2 separate regions of the Mus musculus genome follow, and region 2 is linked to region 1. Evidence: chromatin contacts called from public Hi-C data. All regions are on one chromosome and are shown on one strand. Each heading gives the region's core, a stretch centred on a gene start, on an enhancer-like site or on the middle of the called end of the contact. The rest is flanking DNA. Distances are from core to core; before and after follow the strand shown.

Evidence for each region. Hi-C and Micro-C count contacts between places; a contact is called where the count stands out from the background.
Region 2: a contact with region 1 is called in a Hi-C map of uterus, with 1.7 times the contacts expected there. The contact joins the promoter of Hpcal1 here to the enhancer-like site in region 1. A contact is called at or near these places in 17 of 39 promoter capture datasets (the 3T3-L1 cell line, the C10 cell line, the HPC-7 cell line and 12 more), 18 of 484 Hi-C or Micro-C datasets (B cells, the N1E-115 cell line, Th1 cells and 14 more), 9 of 115 datasets of contacts at active chromatin or transcription factors (the SCID.adh cell line, embryonic stem cells, forebrain and 4 more) and 3 of 9 other capture datasets (adipose tissue, liver and pancreatic islet).

The regions. Positions count from the first base shown.
Region 1 is chr12:17,574,303-17,577,717 of GRCm38.p6, forward strand. No RefSeq gene overlaps it. Among named protein-coding and RNA genes, the nearest start is that of Gm36862, 19 kb to the left of the region's middle. Within about 2 kb of position 1,904, at least 43 of the 459 cell types and tissues checked have an H3K27ac peak or open chromatin away from gene starts, as enhancers often do. A contact at or near this core is called in liver, muscle stem cells, nephron progenitors and 5 more, where this site is marked.
Region 2 is chr12:17,688,952-17,692,366 of GRCm38.p6, forward strand. Hpcal1 (hippocalcin-like 1) reads left to right here and starts at 1,858. Exons shown (of 5, transcript NM_001361645.1): 1 at 1,858-2,095.

The sequences.
Region 1 (3,415 bases), core at 654-3,153:
GACTTGTCAGGGCCAGCAAGATGACTCAGTGGGTAAAGGCACTGTCCTACAAGCTTAGCGCCCTGAGTAGAAGGAGAACATCCACAGTACAAGCTGCCCTCTGGTGTTCACATATGCGCTGTGACATACAACAGTTGGGATCTTTGCACTAACTCTGGGCCTGAACATACCCCCACCCCAAGCCTCTAACTTACTGCACAGGCTGGCCCTGACCACCACTGCTCTTCCTGATCCATCCTCCCTCATGCCTCGTTTCCCACTGTCCATCAGTCCTTCTCACCCGTGTCTGTGCATTCTTCCAGCTAGCCTTTCCTTGGTATCCAAAACACACAGCTGTGTTAGTGCAGACACTTGGCAATGGCCCCGGTTTACCTGCTGTTTGACCAACAGCACCCTTCCAGACGTTGGCTGCTTGCCTCACAGTACACTCTCAGCATCCTTTCAGGGTTCTACAGACATAGCAGATACTAAGTGTGGGGTTCGGAGCTGCCCTGGAGAAGGATCCCTCTTTGTTCTAGAAAGTATCTGGAGATCTGCAGTGGCAACTTTAGGGGAGCTGAGGTGTTCTGGATGCCCCTTAACATCTGGGAGTAGCAGAGAAAGCCCCTACCCCAGTGACTGGCCGAGCCAACAGTGAGCATTCCAAGTCCAGCTGCAGGACTGGTCATTGGTTTTGTTTGGGGGGACTAGAACTTGGGATTATAGGAATCAGATGGGGCTCTTACTCTGTAAATCTGGGTTCTAGACCCACAAGAGCTAGGAGACACCGACTCATCTCTCCTGTCTAAGTTCTAGTGTGGACTGACGTTCAAATGTAGTTGTTTCTAGGGTTCCTTCAGGTCCCAAGGGACTTCTACCCTCCAGACAGCTCCAACCTTCCCATCCTGCTTCTAGCTAACAGAATCCAGTGTGGGACTCAGGGTTTCTCCAAGTTTGGCAACGAACAACCATAAGGACACTTAGGATTGCAGGGACCTGGAGGGGACCCAAGGACGAGAGTTACCACACCAGCAAGTTTCAGAGGAGCACCAGGCCCCACCAGCCTTCCAGTGTCTTCTGCTGGTGCAGTGGCATGAGGCCAGGGGTGCCTGTGTCACTGCTGGTCCTTAGCCTCTTCTGTTTTATTGGACTTCCCATTGCTGCCCCTGCAGTAAGCATCAGAACTGGCCTCATGGACCCACTACTGACTCTTCCTTAGTCTCCTGAGTTGAGGGCTCAGAGCCCAGCATTACAGACTGATCCCTGTCCCAAGTGACAGACATACTGCAGGCCTGCCCAGCCTTGCACCTGGGACTGGAACTCTGTCCTCTGGTTATGCCAGTCACTGCAAACAGCTTGCTTGGGGAGGAGGGACTACTCTCTGCCATTCCCTGGTGTTAAGGGGCACCTGGAACACCTCAAGTCCCCTAGCAGGGGACGCTTGCATCCTTTAGGACCTCCCTGTGACACTTGCTACCTTCCAGAATGGCCCATCTGCTGTTTTCTCAATTAGAGTGTTCATTTCCTCCTTGCCTGGAACCTGGAGTTTGTTTCCGAGGCTGAGCAGGTGGCTGGAGACCTGAACGTAAACAGATCATGATTTGGGAATTGACTTGCTTATCATGGAAATAAATATTCCTCCTCCTGAGGAGGAGTTGCTTGGCCAGGTTTCTGAGTAATCCTTATATTAGCTTCAATCTTGCCAGATGAAAACCTGCAGCCCTTAGCTCCCTCTGGGAAATGAGACCCTCAGGGGGCCGGGAGCAGGGGGGGGGGGGAGGATTGTGAGTCACTGATTCTTTGGGAAAGGGTGAGGGAGTGAATCCGTGTTGTCAGCCATGCTTGCCCGTGGGAGGGGAGGGCAGGAGGGAGAGAGGCAAAGAACTTGAGTAAACAGAGAACAGTGCCAAGGAGACATCTGGGCAGCTGATCAGCTCAGCTGCCCTCAGTTCCTGCAGTCTTCCGGGTCTGTGACAGGTCAGACAGACCCTGCTGGGAGGCGGCTGCTTCACGATCTGCCCTGCCTCTCACTTGTCCAGGGAACAGTAGGGAGGCTCCATGGGGACAAATCTCTTTGAAAGACCCACAGGACCGATGCCTGGTTAGGAACCAGATGCAGAAAGGAGCCATATTTGTCTCTAAACCAGGAGCAGGCAAAGAGGTGCCCTTCACAAATAGAGCCTGAGGGAGGCTGGGGTTTGTACTGGACGGCAGGGCCCTCAGGACCGTAGCTCCTCGGAGCCGGAGGGCCCAGCCTTTTGGAGGGAAAACGCCATGCATGCAGAGCCTCGTTACAGTGACACAGATCCTAAATGTAGCATGGGTGCTTGAAGACAGAACCCGGAGAGGATCATGGGGCAGGAAGTAGAGCTCCCTTTCTGGTTTGCAGCCTCCTCACTGGTGAGAAGTTGTATCTGTCCCAGAACTATAGAAAGGATGATGTGAGAATTACAAACAACCACCCCATGCTAACAGTCATGTGGCCTCCAGGAAGATGGTGGGGAGTGGAGAGCAGAGCATGGCAGCCATCCAGACTGTGGAGCCATGGCTCTATGGGCACTGACGGCTGGCCCTACCTAGTTCTTCTCACAGGACTGCCTTGCTTCTGCTCCTGCTCATAAGGAGGGGTATGTCAAGTATGAGAAGCAGAGGCAGGGCAAGCACTGTATGTCTCTCTCTCCCACCCTCCCTTCTGCCCTTCCTTCCTTCCTTTCTTTCTTCCTTCCTTCCTTCCTCCCTCCCTCCCTCCCTCCCTCCCTCCCTCCCTCCCTCCCTCCCTCCCTGTCTCTTCTCCTTTTCTGTCTCCCTTCCTCCCTTTTACAATGACAGGCCTGGAACCCAGAGCCTCTTATGCTAAGCAAGCTCTGAGCTCTATCCCAGCACAGCCAGTCTTTCTCAGTGTTACCACTAAGATGGAGGACATATTGAATGAAGCAAAGAAGAGACCAGCTGAATGCTGGGTTAAGATAGTCCACGTGTCTGAGATGCACCAGGGCCAGTCAAAGGACTCCAAGCCTCCATCACTGTCTCTGGAGTAGCTTATCTCAAACAACACTCAGCATTGGAGCCGGGTGCTGTTCTAGAAAGAAGGTCTAGGAGTAAAGAAACAAATCCCAACCCCTTGCAGAGCTTAAGGATGGGAAAGGAGGAACAGGGTGCCCTGAGGGTGTCCTCACCCCATCAGGGTCTGGAAGATTGCTGTCCAGAGAAGGGTGCTGTTTTGGTGGATGCTAAGGGTTTGGTGGGGGAAGCCTGTAGACAGACCCAGAGGCAGGCTGTTCCAGGGCATGCCACTCTGTCTGTCAGAGCCCAAGGATGAGAGGAAGTGTGGTTTCTCTGAGGTTCATACAATCAACGTGAATGTGCTGAGGGGGATGTGTGTAACAGGACCTGGAAATAGGGGCTAGACAAGCCTGGGGTGGATACCATCCCTCCC
Region 2 (3,415 bases), core at 608-3,107, 110 kb after region 1:
ATTTATGTGCTTACCCTGTGTGTATGTGTGTGTGCGCGCACGTGTGTGTGTGTGTGTGTGTGTGTGTATGTGTGTGTGTGTGTTCAGGCATCCAATAAAGCCATAACTCCCTGAGCCCCTTACAACCAAGTAGGTTCATATGACTAATTCTGGACCAAGAATGTGGGCAGAGATGACTCAGACTACTTCCAGGCCCAGCTCCTAAAAGACCTTCCTGAGGTACCATTTCTGCTATCTTAGTTTTGTTTGTTTGTTGTTGTTGTTGTTTAAATGAATGCTGAGAGCCAGTAGTGACCTGCAAAGACCTTAGGTTCTGCTGAGGTCACTAGATAGAAGCCAGAGGGTTTCTGGGTGTCTGAGTGAGGCCTCCCTCTTTTGTGTTGAATGAGAACAAATAGGAGACCACAGAACAAAGCAACCCGCCCTAGCTAACAGGATATCTGAAGGCTTCTGCCTCAGCCATCCACTTTCTGGGAACCTCCTACCTGTAACCCTAGATACCTGTGTGGTGCTGTGCTACAGAAAGGGGCAGACTGACCTCCCGTGGGGTCTTTACTGAGAAGGAAGCGATCATGGCCAGAGAGACCCAAAGGTTAGCCCTCGAAATCAGTCAGGTGGTGCGCTGTTAACTCTCACAGCTGTCATTCCCTTGAGCCCTCTGGGTTTAGTTTTGCCTTTCTGCACCAGAGGCAGGGAGGAGTGGAGAAGGCCCCAGAGCTCCACCTCCGAGCTGCTCTACTACAGGTACCCCTGGCAGCCTCCTGAATAGTAGGAGTTCACTCACATGTTTTTGTGGAGGAGGATTTGAAGGAGGGATTTGAGTTTTTCCCTAGAGACGCCAGAGAGACAGTTTCATCTCTGCACAACAGGCTCGCCCAGCTCCTCATATAAGCTGTTTCTGTGGTTACCTGTCTTCTGGGATATTTGCAGTGGGTGGGCATGGCAGGTGCGATCTGCCAGAGTATGCTGGGAGTCTGAAGGAAGCACCACTGGGACCCACAAGGCCAGATGTCCCTATTATGGGAGATGTCAACCAAGCCCCCGCCTCCTCACCAGGAAACTGAAACCACACTGAATGTCAGGGAGGCAAAGACCCCAAGAAGGATTCTGGATCTCCTCGTTGTCCAGTTTATTGGTGAGGAAACCGAGGCTGAGGGAATCCAAGGGTTTTCTTGGCAAGATGGCTGGATGAGTTAGCAGAAGTAATTACAGCTGGAACGTAGGTCTTCCACCTCCAGGCCAAGCTCTTCTCTTAAACCACGCGCAGGAAAGTGGGTGACAGATGCACACGGGACTGATGTGGAGAGGGAGGAGATCCTTGCAGGCATCCCAGATGGTCCTGGGGAGCCTAGGGCAACTCAAGCCTCTTTTCCACTTCCCTGGCCATTGGGACTGTACTTCCTTCCAAGTACGGCGGGGGCGGGGGCGGGGGCGGGGTGGGTGGGTGCTGGCGTAAGGCCGGCCCTTTTGGGCACCGCCTCTCGGCCTCTCCCCACCCGCAGGCCAGAGGCCAAGGGTTAGGGAGGTGGGGCCAGTGCTCGGCCCCTCCCCTGCTCTCCTTCCCCTTCCACCCCCCCAGAGTCTCCCCGTCCCGAGTCCCAGTGGCCTTAACACCCATCGTATCCTCTGCTGCGCTGAGAATCTGCGAGTGATCAGGGAGCTATATGGACCAGAGTGGGCGCACCGAGGGTCCAGCAGCGGGTGTGGCAAAGGGCGGGGGCGTGACCAGGCTGCGGCTGAGGCGGGGCTAAGACTGGGGGCGTGGTCGAAGCAGGAGGCGGGTCCGTTGGAAACTTGAGTGCCCGCCCTTGCGATGCGCCCCGCCCCGGCCTCCGCCTCCGGGTCCCGCCTTCTCTTCCCTTCCTTCCCGGGCTGGCGGCGGCTGCGGGTGGTGGACCTGCAGAGCGGCCGTCGCCCACACCTCGCTCTCTCCTGGGCCGGCGGATCCTTTTGTCTCTCCGAGCGGCGAAGGTCGCAGAGCAGGCGCGGCGGCTGCGGGAGCGCAAACGCCCGCTCTCTCGGTCACCTCCCCAGCCTCGGCCACCGCAGAACTTGGGCTCGAGAAGCCAGCGGACCGCGTCCAGCTCCAGAGCCGGTAGGAAAGGGGAAACTGCGGGACTGCGGGGTTGCATGGAGGGAGCGTGTGTGACCCGCTCGCTGCGACCCGGCTGTGAGTGAACGGGTGTGTGTGCGCCGGTACTGATGGTGCCTGTTTCTCTGCGTAGTGGGCTTGCAGCTGACCGCGGACGGTGGCGTGGCTCTAGAATGGCGTGTCCTCGTGGGGATCGTTGCGCTCGATGGGATGTGCACTTTTCAGACTACGTTTGTGGAATTGTGTGTCAGGGCACAGTTGCCGGTGGGGATGGGGACTAGTGCTGGCGGGGTCGAGGGGGGAGCCGCTGTGCGCAGAGTGGGGGTGGCGGGGTGGGCGTGGGCGGTCTGCCCGGGCAAGCTGAGCCCCCGGTTGGTGTCGCTCCGCGCAGTGCGTAGCTCAGGAACCTGAGGGTACGACTAGAATCCGATGGGCAAAGTGCCTGCCTGGTGGCAGCGGGCGTTGACACCCCTCACGGGGTGGGGTGGGGGCGGCAGGTCCACAAGGTTCACTTGGATAATTGTGAGCTTTGATGAGGGATGGGGACCCGCTTGGCTGTGTTCAGCTCTGGGACAGTGGGAAAGACCAACCCAGCCCTGGCCTCGCCGTGACCCGCCCTGAGACCTGAGCCTGACTGAGATGGGCCACCTTTTTGAGTCGCAGTTGGCGTCTGTATCAAGTGAGGGCGGCCCCTCAGGGGCTATCTTGACAGTGTGAGAACGTACTACACGTAGTTCTTGACCCAGAGTCTTGCGCACAGTAGGTGCTCTTCATTGGATTCTCATCTCTTTAAATCTTTTTCTGCCTTTATTGAGGATGACGCTCTCATTTCCTCCTATACGGTGGTTTGTGCCTCCTTCCTTGATCTAACTTCACAGCGAAAGCTTGGAGAGATTGAGAAAGTTTAGGCGGCTGGGTGCGTTGCCTTCTCTCCGCACCTTACTGGCTGCTTGACACGGCCTTCGGGTGTGCGGGGAGCTCGCAGCGTAGGGCGCTAGCCCGGAAGGCTCCTGCGCCCCGGCAGCGTTCCGGAAGGCTGCGACTACAGACTCGCGAGCCCTTTTGTTCAACAAGTGCTTGGAGGATGTCGATCTGGAATTAGAGTTGCGTTGAGAAAGTGGCCGGCTCTGTAGACTGGCAGTCTGGGGTTTCAGGAACCTTTCTTCCCGGCCTGGTCATTCAGGAAGCCACCCTCTATTCTAACCACTAACAAGTCCACCCAGAAGAGGGTGTTCGCCAGGACTCCAAATCCTGTTAGACACCCTCCACCCCCACCCCCAAGCCCCGCCTGCCTTGACTCCCATGCAGTCAGCCTGATACAGG